Linked DNA regions of Sus scrofa: all the other regions are linked to region 2. Evidence: chromatin contacts called from public Hi-C and HiChIP or PLAC-seq data. All regions are on one chromosome and are shown on one strand. The core of a region is the stretch at or near the end of the contact, and the rest is flanking DNA. Distances in the headings are between cores, read along the strand shown. Region 1 overlaps FRMD4B (FERM domain-containing protein 4B). Region 2 overlaps FRMD4B (FERM domain-containing protein 4B). Region 3 overlaps FRMD4B (FERM domain-containing protein 4B).

What was found. A called contact is a pair of places that touch in the nucleus more often than the background predicts. HiChIP or PLAC-seq counts read pairs in DNA pulled down with a chosen protein or histone mark.
Region 1: a contact with region 2 is called in an H3K27ac HiChIP or PLAC-seq map of alveolar macrophages. The contact joins two enhancer-like sites. A contact is called at or near these places in 2 of 47 Hi-C or Micro-C datasets (brain and liver) and 2 of 2 datasets of contacts at active chromatin or transcription factors (alveolar macrophages and skeletal muscle).
Region 3: a contact with region 2 is called in a Hi-C map of liver, with 5 times the contacts expected there. The contact joins two enhancer-like sites. A contact is called at or near these places in 6 of 47 Hi-C or Micro-C datasets (embryonic fibroblasts, liver and skeletal muscle) and 2 of 2 datasets of contacts at active chromatin or transcription factors (alveolar macrophages and skeletal muscle).

The regions. Positions count from the first base shown.
Region 1 is chr13:50,733,229-50,736,213 of Sscrofa11.1, forward strand. All of the region lies in intron 4 of FRMD4B (FERM domain-containing protein 4B), which reads right to left. Among named protein-coding and RNA genes, the nearest start is that of LMOD3, 180 kb to the left of the region's middle. Within about 2 kb of position 1,398, at least 10 of the 83 cell types and tissues checked have an H3K27ac peak or open chromatin away from gene starts, as enhancers often do. A contact at or near this core is called in alveolar macrophages, where this site is marked.
Region 2 is chr13:50,610,341-50,613,292 of Sscrofa11.1, forward strand. All of the region lies in intron 21 of FRMD4B (FERM domain-containing protein 4B), which reads right to left. Among named protein-coding and RNA genes, the nearest start is that of LMOD3, 57 kb to the left of the region's middle. Within about 2 kb of position 1,656, at least 36 of the 83 cell types and tissues checked have an H3K27ac peak or open chromatin away from gene starts, as enhancers often do. A contact at or near this core is called in alveolar macrophages and liver, where this site is marked.
Region 3 is chr13:50,676,758-50,679,913 of Sscrofa11.1, forward strand. FRMD4B (FERM domain-containing protein 4B) reads right to left here. Exons shown (of 23, transcript XM_021069209.1): 7 at 3,090-3,146; 8 at 2,299-2,321. Among named protein-coding and RNA genes, the nearest start is that of LMOD3, 120 kb to the left of the region's middle. Within about 2 kb of position 1,599, at least 25 of the 83 cell types and tissues checked have an H3K27ac peak or open chromatin away from gene starts, as enhancers often do. A contact at or near this core is called in liver, where this site is marked.

The DNA of each region.
Region 1 (2,985 bases), core at 148-2,647, 120 kb after region 2:
ACGGAGGCTGATAATTGTTTCTAGCTTTCCTTAGAGGAATATTATGAAGGTAAATAAGCTTATACAAGTGACATAACATAAGGTTCTTAGAATTACTGCTTTTTTGGATTAAAAATATAAATATCAGGGACTAGAAGTTAAAAGAAATACACCATATTTCAGTTTAGAATGCAACTGATTTAAAGACATAACCTAATATCAGAGATGTTCAAATGTACATCTTTTGTATACGAATTATTGTACACTATCACGTCTCAAAGGTTTTCTCACAGAAAGTGAGAATAATTTTGCCTTTTTGGTTTTGCTTTTATATAGGAAGATGTGGTATCATTTAAAAAGCATAATGTATATTTATATGAACTTGTATGAAATGATGTCCAAGAATGAAGCAAGTTGTATAATAACATGTAGAACATAAATCAATTATATTAACCATAGAAGACACTCAAGCACTACTATATATGAATGAAAATTCTTAGAATTCTTAGATATTCTTGCAGAGAGATACAGAGCAAATTGCTTCAATCAAAAGAGACCAGCCTCAGCTATGATACTGTGTTTTTATAAGAAGCTATTTAAAATAATTTTTTAGAAAAAAAAACCTAGAAATTAGATTTTTTAAAAAGCTCATCTAAAATTTAATTGATAGGATAAAGTTAGGATGCAGAAGTAAAAGTTATCTCTAACTTTATCGCTGAGATATAATCCAAGTTAATCTGCTGTTTTTTAATCCTTGAGACTAAAATGAGATCCTAAAGCACTTATTGCAATGAGATCCTAAAGCACTTATTGCTTATAACCTGCTTGTTTCAAGTTCTTCCACCAGCAAATGGAACAGATCTAACTGATAACTCAAAAAGATAGCTGAATCTACACATTCTCCTCTATCAGCTGTGCTAGGCAACTTTGAAGCAAGTGTCCTTTTTGGCTAGAATTGTATCAAAGGCCCATCAGGTTCATGGGATGGAACGGTGATCAAAAATCACTATTGTGTTGTGAAACCTGTTTTTTTATTTCTTAATAAACAAAGCGTATACAGCAAATCCTTTCAAAACAAGGGAAGGAAAGGAGTTAACTGGGCTGAAAGGGATGGGAACCATTTGGGTGAACAGAACTTCTGCCTCAGAAGGGCCGTGACTGCCCTCTAGGGGTGAAAGACTCACCCTGCACACAGAACGCCAGCAGGTACTAATTAGCCTGAGCTCAGGAGCTAACCTCTCCCTCTGATAGGACCACAAATTTGTTTTTGTTGGTCACCAGCACTACTTTCATTATGTAACTGCACAACTCCATTTTTCCACATCTCTTCTTGGCCTGTGGAATGTGATATAGACAGTGGCTGGTTTCATCGAGGGTTTCACCCCCTTGGCTTTGCCTGACTCTATTTAGAGAAGTTCACCAAAGGCAAAGAGCTGATGTGGCATCTAGGCTGGAAAATGCAACTCAGACAGCATCCTGGGAGGGATCAGACTCAGTGGTTTTAGCGGGGCGGGAAGGGGAGTGCTGAAAGAAAATACTTTCCAAAAATATTTACCAGACAGAGAAAAAGGACTAGGCTTATGACCAAGACATTCCAAGGAGACACCCTTCAACAGAAGCAATTTTCCAGACCTGTTCCCCAGAAAGGTAGAGATGGCCAACTCCCACTCCCCCTCCAAAAGCCCAGCTCATTCTTCTTCTGAAAATAAACACAGCTGGGGCCAGAAGACACCTTCTAAACTGAGCATAATTCACATACAGACTCTGCTGTCACTGGCAGAGGAGGTTATGAAGGACATTTTGGAGCCAGGTTTCTTGGAAAGACTACCTCCACTGACCAATGGCATCAAAGGGGATAGATGAGGAGGCACTTGAGTGAGACATTCTTCTTCCACCAGAGCATTTAGAAAGGAATCATCCCAAGGCACACTAAGGGGAAGGAGGCCCATGTCAGGAAAGGAGGTCATTCATACGATGTATTCCTTTCTTGCTGAAGAGAAGGTCCTAGAGTCTGAACGCCTGATTTATGCCCTGCCTGGTTAGGCTCACCTGAGCTTGGAGTTTTCCCAGCAGCCTGCCGTGTGACCAGGCTGCTTTTCCAACCCACCATGAACTCTGTAGCCTGGGAAACTTGCAAGACCACAGTCATTAATCAGGCTACTCCCCTGCAGAACATCCTTCAGTGGCCTCGGCGTGCCTTTTCCATCTACGTGATTCTCAGGCTCACCTCTGAGATTGTGCCTCTTATATCTTACTCCACGATCAGGACACCTTCCACCCCACTGCACAGATGTACCGTGTTCACGACCACATCCGTGCATCGGCACACAAAACGACTCTTCCCTGGAATGTCAGGTCCTCTCTCCTCTGCCTAAGGGCTATCTGCCCTCCCAGTCACCTTTCTGTGTGGGCTCCCACCCAGGTCCTCCTAAGCCTCCTTCAGAACACATTTTCCTGCCATGGCTATGAATAATAGGATGATAACAATAGGATGGGCAGCTATCATAGCAGCTATTTTTTTGCTGCTATGTGCCTGGACTCTGCATCCCTTTCCTGCCTAACAGAATAATACTATGATCCTCTTCTATGTACCTTCTCTAGTACTTTTTATAGTAGTTATTTTGGTACTGTTATTATGCCCATTGTACAGATGAGGAAACTTGAGTGTCATATATGTTAAGTCTAAGACCACAAAGCTTCCAAGCCTAAGATCACAGAGCTGCCAGGCTTCTATGATTTCTATCCCTGCTAACCTCTCGACCTTATATTGTACCACTTTCCTCATACTCTCTGTATTCAAGTCATATTGGCTTTTTTTTTCCTTTCTCAAAACTGAAACATAAAAAACCAAAAGTCAAGCTTATTCTCATTTTTGCACTGGCTTTAGTAGGGAACGCCTGTCCAGACTTTTGCAGAACTGCTGCTGCTTCTTTTTTTTTTTTAATGGACACACGTGCAGTATATCAGCATATGGAAGTCCACAGACTCTAGGGGTCAAACTGGAGC
Region 2 (2,952 bases), core at 406-2,905:
ATAGCTTCACAGGCTTCCATCATAAAGATAAGGTGACAAGTTTGAGTTTCCTGGAGCCCTTTGGAGGAAAAGCATTCTATACGTCGATTTGTTGAGACCTGTCCATTCCTCAGCCAAAGGCAATATTGGCCACTAGCAGGATCAAGTCATTTTTTGGGGGAAAAAAAAAAAAAAAGTGTGCGTGGGGGGAGTGGGAGTGGGGGAGGGTAACTAGGACAGGAAAGATTTCAGGAAGAAGAGACTTAGCTCTTCTGAGGGCACTAATCCGAACAAGGCAAAGGCATAATTTGGGAGCAAAACCCAGTGAATGCCTCATCGCTGGGCGTTTGCTGTCCTCTCTCTTAAACCGTCCATGAGTTCCCTGGTAGCCTAGTAGTTAAGGATCCAGTATTATCACTGCTGTGGCTCAGGTTGCTGCTGTGGCACTAGTTCAACCCCTGGCCAGGGAACTTCCACATGCCACAGGCATGGCCAAAGTAAGTAAATAAATATAACCAGTTCTGCTCTGTGCCTAGGATGCATGATGTCATGCCGGTCACCTAGGACTCAAAATACCACCATTGCTCCTGGGTCCTTCCTGATCTCCTCTATTTCCTGTTCCTGGCAGTCAACCTTCTCTCTTCTCACCCCCACAAAGCATGTGGAACCAGCATGCAACAAACACATTTCAAAACTCATCTGTGGTCCTGGATGCCCACAAAGGTTTGACTTAACGATGTAAGATCCTCACTTTGAGCTTCTAAGAAGGTTTCATATCTCTAAGTCAGGGGTTGTGAGGCGTGGTGGTTAGGATGTCACACTGTAATAGAATTCCTACTTCACCACTTACCGGCTTTGGAGATTGGGCAGGGTCATTTAAACCCTGTAAGGCAGAAGTGTCTCAGCTGCAAGATTAGGATAATAATAATAAACATGACAACAGCACTCCCTACATAGAATTGTCGCATACACTAAATGGGAGAGCGCAAATAAAGGGCTGAGCAAACTGGGTGGCACAGGGTAAGCTGCCAATAAAAGTGGCTGCTACTACTCCTAAAACTGAGTCACCAGGAGAGCCTTTAGGTGGCTGGAAGGGATTGCAAAACCCCTGACTAATTCAGCAAATAACTGGAAACTTATCTCTCCATGAGAATGGTGCATGCCTGTTGTAATACATCAACTATAAAATGTAGTAGGAAAGAGGAAAATCCCAAAAAGGAATTCTAGAAGCACTGATTCCATCCCTGTGATGCCTTTTGGCCTGTGGGGTCAATCCTGCTGGAATCAGCCAGGCTCACGCTGTCACACTGGGTCCAGGAAGCATTATCTCCATTCTCACCTTTGCCCCAGTGCTGAGACAATGGCCGGGAATGTTGAAGTTTCAGAGTTACAGCTGCTTCTTGTTTAAAGAGGCATTACCCCAGCCCTGTGCCCTGCTGACTATACACAGGTATCTCAGTCCTCCTTCTTTGGTTTCGGAAAGTTTCTCATGCAGCGCCCTGAACTTTGAAGGGGAAGAAAGGCAATCTCTGGATCACAGCCACAAATATGAAATAATTACAGGAGCCTTTTCATATGTTACATGTGGTAATAAATGGGGAAACCCTAGCAGAAGTCCAAAGTCCTGCACAAAGAGGAGAGAACTGGAACCCAAACAGAAATCTCCATGGAAACACCTCTTGTCAACAAACTTAGGAAACTTTTAAAGGTACAGTTTTCACAGATGATCACAAAATGATTCAGGAATCCCTGTGCTATGTCTCACTAAGGCGTCATACTTGCAAGAGGGGGCAAGACTCATGACCTTGGTCTTTTTTGTGCAGTTCGAGAATTCATTTCTTTAAGCTTTAGTGCTGCTTCATTTTCATACATCCCTCTGGCTGCTAACTAGACCGTGAACTTATCCAGGCCAGAAACTGGCTCCTCAGCATCTTGGATGTGCCCGCTTGTTAGCTGAATAAGTGAAACCAGAGGAAGATTTTTCTCTTAAGCCCTCATATCCCTACTTAAGGTAACTGGCACAGCTCGGGGTATGCAATAGACTTAGGGACCAAAGTCAATGCATGAAGAGAATCTCTCTAATCAAAATTACCTTTGAAAGTCCCTTAAATTAACCAGAAAGTGGAGGATATATGATTACTGGATTGAGTCAAGGCCTGAGGAGTATTTAGAACAGTGCCAAGAACAGTGCTTAGTAAATGCCAGCTCCAGTCAGACTTACTAGAAGACTTACACAGATTCCTAAGCACTCGGAATGAATGGCATTTATGTATGTATGTACGTCTTTTTAGGGCCACACGGGTGGCATATGGAAGGTCCCAGGCTAGTAGTCAAATTGGAGCTACAGTTGCTGGCCTATACCACAGCCAAAGCAACGTGGGATCCAAGCTGCATCTTTGACCTACGCCACAGCTCATGGCAATAACAGAACCGTAACCCACTGAACAAGGCCAGGGATCAAACCCACATCCTCATGGATACTAGTTGGGTTCATTACTGCTGAGCCACAACCGGAATTCCAGGAATAAACTGCTTTTAGATGATCCAATTCCTCGTGGTGAACAGGGAAGGATGTATAATCCTAAAGGCTTTCTTCTTACATAAGTGTTTATCCTATTCTTTTAATATATCAAAACTCAATGCCCTGAAAACTATTTTTATTTATTTATTTATTTGCTTTTTAGGACCCGCACCCATGGCATGTGGACATTCTCGGGCTAGGGGTCAAATGAGAGCCACAGCTGACGGCCTACGCCACAGCCACAGCAACGGGGGATCCAAGCCGTGTCTGCAACCTACACTACAACTCACAGCAACACCAGATCCTTGTGGATACTAGTTGGGCTCATTAACCAATGAGCCACAATGGGAACTTCCAATTTTTATTGAAGTATAGTTCATTTATGATGTTATGTTAGTTTGAGGTGTATGGCACAGGAATTCAGTTTTATATATATATATATATATAAAATT
Region 3 (3,156 bases), core at 349-2,848, 66 kb after region 2:
TCCGAGCCGCATCTGCAACCTACACCACAGCTCACGGCAACGCTGGATCGTTAACCCACTGAGCAAGGGCAGGGACTGAACCCGCAACCTCATGGTTCCTAGTCGGATTCGTTAACCACTGCGCCCCGACAGGAACTCCCTGATTTTCTTAAATTGGTTTTATAACAGAACTTTGGTGGAAACATATACTCTCTCCATTCAGAGGAGGAGGAGATCTGATAGGGAAGGGGTGGTAAAAATGAACCAAAATTCTACTTCAGTATACACGCAATGACAAAAGTTCACATTTCCTATTCTTTCTTTCACCCTGACCAGCAACAACTAATGCCTGTCAAACTAATTATAATTTACAAAGTCCTTGAATACGATTCATAGCCTCAAAACTACCCTGCCAAGTTGCATTTTCCCTAATCCCAATTTCCAGAGGAGGAAACCAAAGATGATAAAGGACAGACGGCTCATTCAGGGTCATGTTGCTATTTTCTTGATTCCCAGTCACAAGCTCCTCCTACTACTCAGCGTGGTTCAGACAATTTCAAAAGAGTGTTCTCCATTTCTTTAGCCTAATAATCCCTCAGGAGACCACCAGGAGTAAACTGAAGTTATGGAAAAAGATTGGTTTGGGCTTGACCAGACTAACTCCCCAAACTTGAAGTCTGAGGGCTAAAGGTCTGAACTACCCAAGGACTGTTCTTTCTAAGACTTCTTCCTCCACAGGCAAGTGATCTTCCCTCAGGAAGGTTTGTGGAATCAACCTTTCTCTTCGACTGTTTCCCCTGATGCATGATTACAGCTTCTTCACACCCACCTAAGTCCCCAGAGTCTCTTCAGAGGTTGCCAAGAGATGGAACAGGATGGTGAAAATGAGGAGGGCAGTAATGATACTATAATAATTAAGAATTATAGCCAAAGGATATATAGAGATCTTGCTACATGCCATATACTGCTCTGGGCAGTGTTTTTATATATATTTAATCTCACATAAGACCTAGGAAGGAGGTGCCATTCTCCTGATGAGGAAATGAGGCTCAGAGGCTGTCCATCACATGCGTGACTGGGAGAAAGTGGGGGAGGAAGGGTTAGCGGTCCACACAGCAGAGTGTGAGCTTTTGGCTCTGAAGCCCTCATTTATAAATCAACTTCAGACTCACCCCCTCCAAGAGACAGCATTCCTCGCATATCTCATCTTCCTAGGAAATATAGCTCCTCCAGGAAAGACAACAGTGGAGAACACACCCACTCTTGATGTTAACGATCTAGAGACTAATTTGTCCTCCTTTTATGCCCTGACATTGTCTTTTAATAAAAAAAAAAAAAGTTTGGTGTTCATGGATTTTTATGTTTCCTTCAAAGCATATTTTCTAGCCAAAACAATTAAAAATAATAATAATAAATCACAAAATAGAGCTAACAGGAGAGAATGGTGCGCAGATCATGGCGTACTGAGTGGACGCCCCACTCACTCTCCGCAAACTCAATGGGCAGATGTGGAAAGTACTAGGAGCTTGGAAGGTATTATTTGGTTATCAGTCTGTTAAGGAGCACACTATTCAAACACTTGGCTGGGAAGGAGTATCTGTAAATAATCTACAGGTAAAGTTTACCCGGAGTGGAACATTAACACAGTAGAGGGGAGCCTTTCAATAGGTCCTTGGCCTGTGAGCTGTTTCTAATTGGAACTCCTGATGATCTACCTTTAACCCTTTTTACTACTCCAACTGCAACTATTGCATTCAAAGACCAGAATGGGGCAGATAGAGGTTGGATTCAAATACAAACACTGTCTGAAGATTTGGCCAGTTAGGCAGTTAGAACCAGTAAGTGTCTCGGTGGCAACAATACAACTGTTAGGTCAAGTGTATGAAGGGTGAGGCCCCTTCAGGGCAGCTGCAAAAAGAAAGCCCCTATTAATCCCTTAACTAAGCAGCTGATGGAATAAATCTTTTTGCACTTATGGTGTAACTCTTCAAACACAGGATTATTATAAGTTTAAAAAATCGGCACAGGCTACCAAAGCTTTTTATAGATTTCTTCATCTTGCTAACAGATGACCAAAAATAGAACTTTGGAGGGCTTCGGAGTACAATTTGCTGTCACTCGGGCTTGAAAAATTATAAGAAAGCTTCCTCCCCGGATTCATTCACAAAAAGAATAGGTCTCTATTTGAAGAGGAAAGACCTCAGCCTCTAGTTGGGGGATCTACTTTCTTTTGATTTAGCATCCATTGTTATTTAAAACAGCATTAAAGGATTCAGCCAGGGTTATTCTGCATAGTAATATCAGAAAAGGAACCATTACCTGATATAATCCCCTTTGGCTTCCTGAAATGAAAAACAAAGATAGAAGATCAATTTGTACTGATATTAACTAAGCTTAATGAATTTTACTCCTGACCCTTTTACCTCTGAAAATGCCTATTTTTTTCACAAGGAACCCTTTCCCTAGGACTGTGGAGCAGAACGTGGCGTTTAAGAAGTAGCTAGTGCCCCTTAACTCTTTCTTGTTCCTAACAGAAGTGACAAATCTCTCTGGAAAAAGCACAGATGATTATTTATCCTTTTATGTTTCAAAGATCACATGACACATGCTTGTCTATCAGAGCAGCAAACTTTAGTCTGGATACAGACCTTTTAAGCCATGACACAGGTAAATCAACATGTTATTTGTTTTCTTTCTTTTTTCTTTAAACTAGCATGAAACACACTGGTTTTCAGCTACTTGTGCCTTTAAGAATTAAAGGGTTCTTGTACTCAACCTCAAGAAAAAGTACAGAAAAGTTACTAAATTTAAATGCAAATTACAGCTGTTGTAACAACTGCTGCCTCCCAAATTCAAGGAACCCCAAGCTCTCTCTGCCCTCAACATGGTCCTAACTCTTCTCCCTCAGCAATACCTAAATTTCAATTTATCTGAGACAAACAATAAAACACTCTTGCTCATGTGAACTATACTAAAACAGAAAATAGTAATTCACACTGGCAAACAAACAGAGGGCTTGAAAGAGCCAGCAGCCACTGATCAGTGCAAAAGTTTCAGAGTTGCAGGCAGTTCACAAAACCAACAAACAGAGGCAGTTTGTCAATTCTTACCTGTAAAACAAGCGCCGCTAACCTGAAGATAGTTTCGCTGTCTACTTCAATTTGCCCCTGTGGGTGG